3 separate regions of the Mus musculus genome follow, and all the other regions are linked to region 1. Evidence: chromatin contacts called from public promoter capture Hi-C data. All regions are on one chromosome and are shown on one strand. Each heading gives the region's core, a stretch centred on a gene start, on an enhancer-like site or on the middle of the called end of the contact. The rest is flanking DNA. Distances are from core to core; before and after follow the strand shown.

Region 1 (2,735 bases), core at 133-2,632:
GAAAGAGAGTTGCTTCTTTAGCAATAAACAGCTGGTTTTCTAACCTACAGTCAGTCTTATTGGTGGTTTGACTGTAAGTGTATGGTATTCTGACAAAATGCAGTGGGGCAAAGCAGACAAAGAAGACAGCCATGACGATAAATACCTTCACCTCCAGCCGCTTGTGCCTGCTGTCCTTACTCCTAAACTTCCTATAGGAGTTGTACACCTTTTTGGTAATCACCGCATAAAACAGAAGCATCAGAATAAACACAGCCCAGAAAATGAACTGGCAGGTGTGACTGACCACCTGATGCCACCACAGCCCAAGGGGACTCTTCAAAGATGCACACTTCTTCACGGATGATGGCGTTGCCTCCTTGTTCAAGATCATGTTTGGCAGGGAGATGAAGAACATCAGGGACCAGACGGAAATGGAGACTGTTTTTGCGAAAGCCGTCTTTTTGACAAAGGTTTTCCTGAACGGCATGATGATCTTGAGGAACCTGTCGAAAGCGATGAGGCCCAGCATCATGATACCCACATACATCGTCTCATAGAAGACCACGGAGGAGAGCGTGCACACAAATCCTCGGAGCTGCCAGGGCGCAAGGTGTGAGTCGGAAAGGATTTTGAAAGGCAGCATGAGTGCCATTATCAAGTCTGCCACCAGAGTGTTCTTGAGGTAGACGATAAAGGTGGAATTGCTGGGGATGTGGACGAACACCCAGAGGGCCACGGTGTTCAGCAGGATGCCTGCCAGGAAGACCACAGTATAGAGAACCGGGAACAGCAGCTGTGTCATCCGAGTGTCCCTGGGGCACCGCTCAGACTTGTTGAAGCCCTGCATCCCAGTGGTGTTGATTGTCCCGAGCATCAGCTATTACACATAAACATGCACACAGAGAAAGATTACACATAAGCAGGCATACAAAGGAAGGTAAACAAAGGGTCCTTGTGGATTGGCAGATAACTACTTCTTGTAAAAACAAACTTACTATTTAACTCATTCAGCGGATTTGATTCTTTGGCTAGAGCTTTTTTGAGCACATAGCTTAGTTTTGTTGCTGTTGTTGTTTGGTTGGTTTTTGTTCAGTTTAGTTTTGTTTTATAAAGTCCTGTTAATGTCTACCCTTGTGAAGTCCAAATAGCAAGCACCAATCACTACACGGCGGTGACAGAACCTAATTTAAGATGTAAGAGTACAGGGTAGTGTGTCATGCGTTATGAAGTACCTTATGCTTGCAGCCCGTGATTACAGAATATTATATTTAGATTTCTAGAAAATTTAACCACCTTTTACCTTTTATAGCAAGCAAATTCATAAGAAAAATTAAACTGACCTTTGTTTTGGAAGAGACTCAGCTGTATGAGTTGTGGCAGTTACTAGCTCAACCCACGAATAGCTTGTGAAGTAAAGGTTCTGCTTTCTTATACTGCTTTTCCTTCCTCATTTCCCCTTGTGGGCTTCTGTAATACCCACATTTTCTAGAACCTCTTTGTCTTTAGACCTTTGGAGCATTTACCAGTAGTTATTGGTTGCGTGTTCTGAGTATTGAATCCAGTGCTGTCACCGGCTCTGCAGGCACGCCACCACGCCATATTCTTAACATGTGGTCTATTTTATTATATTAAATTATATGTGTAAGGGCGCATATGCATTCAGGTGCCCTCAGAGGCCAGAAGTGTTGGATTCCCTGGAGCTGGGGTCCAAGGTGACTGTGAGCTGCCTGGAGTGGGTGCCAGGAAAATCCCTTTAACCGCCGAACTATTTCTCTAGGCCCAGTGTTTTACTTTTTATTATTCACATTCAGCGACCTTATTGAATACTTCATATGTAATAGTAGGAGTTAAAATGATGAAGAAAATAGTATGAAATTACAATCAAGTAGGAGGAGAAGACTTGATCTGAAAATCAAATCATCTTCTGTCCCTTACAGCCTGGGCGTGCAAGAAGTTTGTATGTCTAAGGCTAGGCTTTGGTTGTTGGTTGCTTGTTTGTTTTGCTTTGTTTCCTTTCTTCAGACATTGCTGTTAGTCTTTTGATCCCTAGATCTGTGGCAGATTATGAGTCACATTTCCCAAGAAGTGGTAGCTATTATTCCTGGACCTCTGCATTATTCGGTATTATGTTTAAACAAATGTTTTAAGAGCTATATACCTCATTCTCTCATGTAGCAAGTTTGAAATCATCATCTACTTCATAGGAGTGTGGGGGAGGGGGACCGATGGACCGACCCAGGGCACATCAGTGAAAGCTAAACATGCCAGCCGCTCATTGCTTGGGTTCCTTGAATTGCCCAGTTTGAGTGGAGCTACAGTGTGGCACTTTTAGGAAGCCCTTTTGGGAAACCACCTCCATTCTTGAGACTTAGAGAAGTTTTGAATCAGGGCTGGCCTCAGATTGGTACAGTGTTTCGTTTTAAATCTCAGGGAGTGTGCAGAAAGTTACAATGTGTGACAGTCTGCTTCCCTGCCCGACAGATGAAGGGAAAGAGGAAATCAGATGATCCTGGGGAGGATGTGTGGTTCTCTATGGCAAGTTTCACTTCACCGTTCTTGCCACGCGCTTACCGTAGAGATGGACCGTCTTCAGGGTTTGGCTAACTAGTAATTCCTATATTACTTGGTTGAGAATTTGGAATCCATTGATTCCACATTTGAACATTTTAAAATGAAATGTACTGTGTTTCCAGGGAACGTTGGTTAACTCTAGGGAATAAATGGCACATTGTAAAAATTTTCTTTTTGGCTAA
Region 2 (2,735 bases), core at 74-2,573, 900 kb after region 1:
TGAAATGTTAATTACAGATAGAGACTTGTATTTCCATATTATTTTACTAAAAAAATATAATAGTATACTAGTATTAATTTTATTTATTCTGTTAGATAAATTGAGGAGGCTAACAAAGAACTTGTAACAACCACATTTTATCAAGAATCTAGTCTCTTTTGCATATATCAATTTGTGAATTCTCCCTTTGAACTTTATATCTTAGAGAACTAGGTTTTAAAATATAACATACTTAGTTATTCCATTCCATTTCCCTCTCCTTCAATAAATCTTGAGGGTTCAATAGTCTAATTTTGAGATATCCTATAATCTCATTTCTTCAGCTGAAATAGATAAAAAAATATTTAGTACCCTAAAAGAATGTTTTGTCTTTCAAATGATGTTCTTGCGGTAAAATGCTAAATAAGGAAGGCAAAAATAGCAGTACATGCCTTTAAATGATTGGCAGAGAACACAATGTCAGTTTAAAGTATAGAGCACTGAAGGCCTGGAGAGATGGTCCAGTGGCTTAGAACACTTAATGCTCTGAAAAAGGACTTAAGTTTGATTATTAGAACCCATATGATGTCTCACAGCCACCTGTAATTCCAGTTTCAAGGGATCTGATACCCCTGGAGGTTGTGAACCAACATATGGCAACACAGATTCATATAAAAATAAAATAAATTGCAAAATATAGAGTACTAAAGAAGCATTCTTGGGGGAGGGGTTTAACCCCCTACATGTTTGGAAGAGTATTCAAATATAGTGATCTAAATGGCTACCCAGAAATTTGAGATTATATATCTGACTGAGTGAATCCATTTCAGAAAAAATAAGTTCAAAAACTATACCAAGGTCAAATTTGCCACACTCTCTGGTGGGGTCTGCTTGACAGGCTGAAAGTCTGCAAGCACTCAACAAGGAAAAGAGTTTCAAGGAAGCTCACCTCCAGGAGTTTTGGCATTCTCGTTTAACCATATACTCATACTCTATTGCCGCATTAGCCTGGTGTATGGATCTATGAGCTCTCTTTTAATATTTTATTATAAATGCCTTTTAAGATTAAATTCTGTTATAGTGTTCCAAGGTCCCAGTAGCCTGCAAGCTTGAAATCTGAGCTTGAAATCCGGCAGGACTATAGAAAGGAAGTTACCTATTCAGTTACTAATTAAGCATTACAAAGACAGTAGCTCAGAGCTGGTCTACAAAATACTTACCAAGGACAGTAGCAATTCTCACCCAAACTAGGGAACAATAGAGCTAGGGAATCCCACTGAGACAGAGATCTTCTCTACAGCTAGGTATAGAGCTTCACATTAGAAGCAAGTTGGTATATTCTTCTTTAGACCCAGGAAATAGGGTGTTGGGGGTATTGCAGTATTCTTGATAAGGTCTGCTAGTGCAGAACCCCTGATGGTGGGTTTAACAATAGACTAGTTTACACCTGGCCCCCTTCTTTTGCAGCAGCAGCCTGATCCCCACCTTCTTTTAATGTATTCATTCCTTTTGTATTGTGTCACTGTAACTTGGTGGATTGTATTTTGCCTGGTTTCTTGTTATTTCTTTAGTATAAAAAGTTTGATGCTCGACCCGAAGGAATACATCCAGATTCTACACAATCTCTCCTGTTGGTCTGTCTGTCATTTCTTCCGACACTTTGCCCACCTGCCCCAGAGACCTGTTCCAAGCAGACAAAGGGATCCAGAGGGTCTGCGGCACAAAATTTTGGTTTTTGCATATGTAGGTAAGGAAATATTCAAATAGTTTAGATGCAGAGTGTTTGAAAGAGTCAGTTGGAAAATACATGAAGGTTCCACAGCTCATGATGGATGCTCAAAAAACATGTACCTATCTCCTGTGAAGGCACAGTATCCATGGAACATCAGAGACCAAAGGCTAGACAAGTAAGTGAATCCCATTTATCTATGGATAGTAGTATGAAGCAGCATTTTATATACATATATACATATACATACACATACACATACATATATATATATACATACAGAAGAATGTGGTCCTCAAAGCATGGAAAACTGATATCAGTATCCAGTCAACCTTTTCTAGTAACTGAATATGACTACATACATCCCCATGGTAAATACAGATATCTAAATATCCAAATAAGCCATTCCTGACATATTTCAGCAAGTGGTTTTTAAGAGTATAAGATGAAAGTCTGAGTTTAGAATGTTGGGCACCATGAGAACTCAGGCAAACTCTGAATGTCAATCTCCAGTGAAGATATTCAATGCATTCTCTAAGAAAGAGATGGGCTGGAAAGTGATGCAAAGATGAGCACAACCCTGTGATGGTTTGCCCTTTGTGGGAGAAGGTTACAAAGTCATGCTGCCATAGTAACCACCTTTCAATCATGAAAGAAATGTATGTTGGTCCAAATGGATTTTGATAGAGCGAAGGTATTATCTTTATCTGTTGTGTCTATCACATGGCTGGTGGAGTTTCATACTTAGAAGCGTGGGGCCTTTATCTGCTGACTCCACTCTTTCTTTTGGAGAAGTATTGAAGCTTCTAATTCAGTTGAGGTTAAGTGTCAAAGATTACTCTCAGGGCCTCACTGATATGACTCTTGAGAATTTGGTGGGCACTTCCTCTGATGGTGGGTAGATGTGACTGACATTTGTGACAGAAGGATGACCTGCTTCGGGGTCACTCTGAAAATCCATTTTAATCTCTACAATAGTTGTTTCTGGAAAAATAGACTCTTGAGAATCGCCCAAAGTGTTACTAGA
Region 3 (2,735 bases), core at 170-2,669, 670 kb after region 1:
AGATCACTTGGGAGGCAATAACTTTTATATAGATAAAAATAACTTGTCACCAAAAACTAAAAAAGTATTTTTAAACATAACCTTTCTGTCATGTTCAGTAGGACTCTTCAGATCATGGTCCTATTTTCTTGCCATGTGTGAATGAATATGTGTGAACAGGAGAGTGTGTACCACTTTCTCACTGAAGAAGATGAATGATGTTCATGTTTCAAAGAATGAGAAAATATGAGAGTAATCATTAGACACTGGGTTTGTAAATTTATTTACCTCAAGTTACTAAAACAAAGGTGCCACTCCTTCTGCTTAAAAGCTATTAACTCATTAACACTCATACTGTTTTACAGCTACAGGATGATCCAGAATACAAAAACAAAATTAAGGCACAAACCTTGCTATATCCTGCACTACAGGCACTTGATACCTTAATGCCATCTCATAGAGAATATAAGCATGGTCCCTTTCTGACAAGGAAGGTAGCAATTAGGTTGACGTGTCTATATTTATCAGAAGATAAAGAATTGCCCAAGACAATACTGAGAAATGCTCATGTACCTCAAGAGTCAAGACATTTGTTCAAGTTTGTTAACTGGAGTGACTTCCTTCCTGAAAAGTACAAAAAGAACCATGTTTACACTGAACCAGTTCTTGGAAATCTAAATGCATCCCATCCAGGACTTGTGGATAGTAGGGCATCACCTTTGTTAGTCAACGATTCCCAGTTACAGAAATTGCCATTAACTTACATCCTCACATGTGAACATGACATCCTAAGAGATGATGGACTTATTTACGTCACACGACTCAGAAAGGTTGGAGTTCCCATCATCCATGACCATGTAGAGGATGGAATTCATGGAGCCATATCATTTTCCACAGCACCGTTTTATTTAAAATTAGGTCTGAGATTAATAGATAAGTATATAATTTGGTTAAAAGAAAATCTGTGATGGTACATGTAGCTAGTTGGTCATTTATTTAGCAATGTAACCAAAACATTATACTTTAAAATATTTTAAAATTAAAGAGTTAAACTATGACTTGAACTTTGGATAAACATAACTTAATTGGGTGTGTTAGGACAGTTACTTTGCTAATTTTCAATGCTGACAAAACTGCGATATTTGTTTCATTGTCATCTTTATTATCATGAGTTAAGATACTCTCTAAGATTTCTAATCTACTAGTTCAGTACTAAAAATTGAGATTCTGATACTTTAGATAAACTTAAAAATTATGATTAAAATTGCCAATGTTCCATTGACTGCAGCTTGCAGTTTGATTGCAAATTTAAGATCTTTAATTCACCTATATATTGTAATTAGAATAATTACAAGAGTAATCACCTTATGAAAGCACTAATTAGGCTATACAGCCATACAAAGCTCAGAGCTGCCTCAGCGGGGCTTGTGGAGTTCTTTTGTTTTGCAAACTGTGACTAAGGAAGTTCTTGGGACCTCACCCCTCCCTGTGTTCAAGGGAATTTCTTTTTAGCTAAAAGAACATTGTTGCAGATCTATCCAGATGTTGTTCTAAATAATGCTTAAATTCAGAATTTATAAAAAGTCAATCAGCTGTAGAACTTATAAAGACACTACAATCTGGCTTGCTTACTTCATATACAGTTATTATAGTTTTAAAAGTTTGTCTTTTCCTTTGCATCCTGATAATTGTAAAGGATTTGCTTCTAGTGAACTGGTGATCACGGGAAAATTTTGCCTGTAGGTGTGGCTAATATAGCTTTACATTATGTAAGAAAAATTTTTATTGTCTCTGCTTCAATACAAGAAGCTAAGAGTTTGAATCTTTCCGTGTATATTGTTTCCTAAGTGGAAAGTATTTTATTAGCTAAAGCCTCTAAAGGGAATTTTACTTCAAATCTTTGCTTTCACACAATAAGCTTTAAAGTTCTGGGGAGTAGTTGTTGCTCCATAAGATTCAGAGGCAATATCTTTTTTAATATTTAGGGCTTTAGTTATGCTAGAAAATTGTGGTACAGAAAATCTAAGAAAGAGAAATTGATTTGCTTCAAAATTTTTATTTTCAAAAGCTTCCAAGAGATGTTAATCAGCTAAGATCTCACCTTAAACTCACCACAGGGGGACTTAACCCTTTGTTAGGTGCTATCAAGTGAGATTCAAATTAACTGGTGAGAAACAAAAAAGCAGAAGAAACTTCTATGATCAATTGTTATCAGTCATGATCAATGGTAATCAAATATTAGCTGCTTATTCTAGTTATTGTTATGAGCCCACAGCAATACTTTGACAGAGAAAGCAATCAATGGCTACCCTTATTTCTGATTAATAAACAAATAAAATATGCACATGTGACTATTTAATACCTATTCAGGCTTTCTAGTTATGAAAAGGATCCACTTATTGGTACATGGCATGATCCTGAACAGAAAGTTAATATGGGGAAGAGAGGGAGTGTTTCTGTTTTTTCCACAGAATGCTTCCAATGTGACAGGCTGACCTGTGAGTTCCTGAGTGCCTTGACAGTGGTGACAAGAAAGCTGTTTTGAGCACACAGAGAAAGAGGAATCAGGGAAAGCAGCCACTTGCAAACAAGATGAAGAAACTTCCGATCTCTGCCATGGGATACAGCAAGGAGAGCTGACCTGGTGTCAACTTGGGACAACTAAAAATGATGACTCGTGAGGGAGAAGACTGCTACAGAGTATTGGACAAGATTTTATCAGAGACACTGGTTTTGGCCATTCGGGCTGTAAAAGC

The links. Promoter capture Hi-C pulls out the DNA fragments that hold promoters and counts their contacts.
Region 2: a contact with region 1 is called in a promoter capture Hi-C map of stem cell-derived epiblast-like cells, with 5 times the contacts expected there. The contact joins the enhancer-like site here to the promoter of P2ry13 in region 1. A contact is called at or near these places in 17 of 39 promoter capture datasets (the 3T3-L1 cell line, 3T3-L1-derived adipocytes, the C10 cell line and 12 more), 1 of 15 datasets of contacts at CTCF or cohesin (the NIH/3T3 cell line), 3 of 484 Hi-C or Micro-C datasets (bone marrow-derived macrophages, uterus and ventricular fibroblasts), 1 of 115 datasets of contacts at active chromatin or transcription factors (pancreatic cancer cells) and 4 of 9 other capture datasets (adipose tissue, embryonic stem cells, liver and 1 more).
Region 3: a promoter capture Hi-C map of embryonic stem cells shows a contact between it and region 1, with 3 times the contacts expected there. The contact joins the enhancer-like site here to the promoter of P2ry13 in region 1. A contact is called at or near these places in 13 of 39 promoter capture datasets (the 3T3-L1 cell line, 3T3-L1-derived adipocytes, cranial neural crest and 7 more) and 1 of 9 other capture datasets (adipose tissue).

What each region holds. Positions count from the first base shown.
Region 1 is chr3:59,209,500-59,212,234 of GRCm38.p6, forward strand. P2ry13 (purinergic receptor P2Y, G-protein coupled 13) reads right to left here and starts at 1,383. Exons shown (of 2, transcript NM_028808.3): 1 at 1,323-1,383; 2 at 1-859. The coding sequence starts at 856. All of the region lies in intron 15 of Med12l (mediator complex subunit 12-like), which reads left to right.
Region 2 is chr3:60,105,433-60,108,167 of GRCm38.p6, forward strand. No RefSeq gene overlaps it. Among named protein-coding and RNA genes, the nearest start is that of Gm24382, 21 kb to the right of the region's middle. Within about 2 kb of position 1,324, at least 5 of the 459 cell types and tissues checked have an H3K27ac peak or open chromatin away from gene starts, as enhancers often do. A contact at or near this core is called in embryonic stem cells and stem cell-derived epiblast-like cells, where this site is marked.
Region 3 is chr3:59,876,367-59,879,101 of GRCm38.p6, forward strand. Aadacl2fm3 (AADACL2 family member 3) reads left to right here. Exons shown (of 5, transcript NM_001243003.1): 5 at 345-947. The coding sequence ends at 947. Among named protein-coding and RNA genes, the nearest start is that of Aadacl2fm3, 17 kb to the left of the region's middle. Within about 2 kb of position 1,420, at least 2 of the 459 cell types and tissues checked have an H3K27ac peak or open chromatin away from gene starts, as enhancers often do. A contact at or near this core is called in embryonic stem cells and stem cell-derived epiblast-like cells, where this site is marked.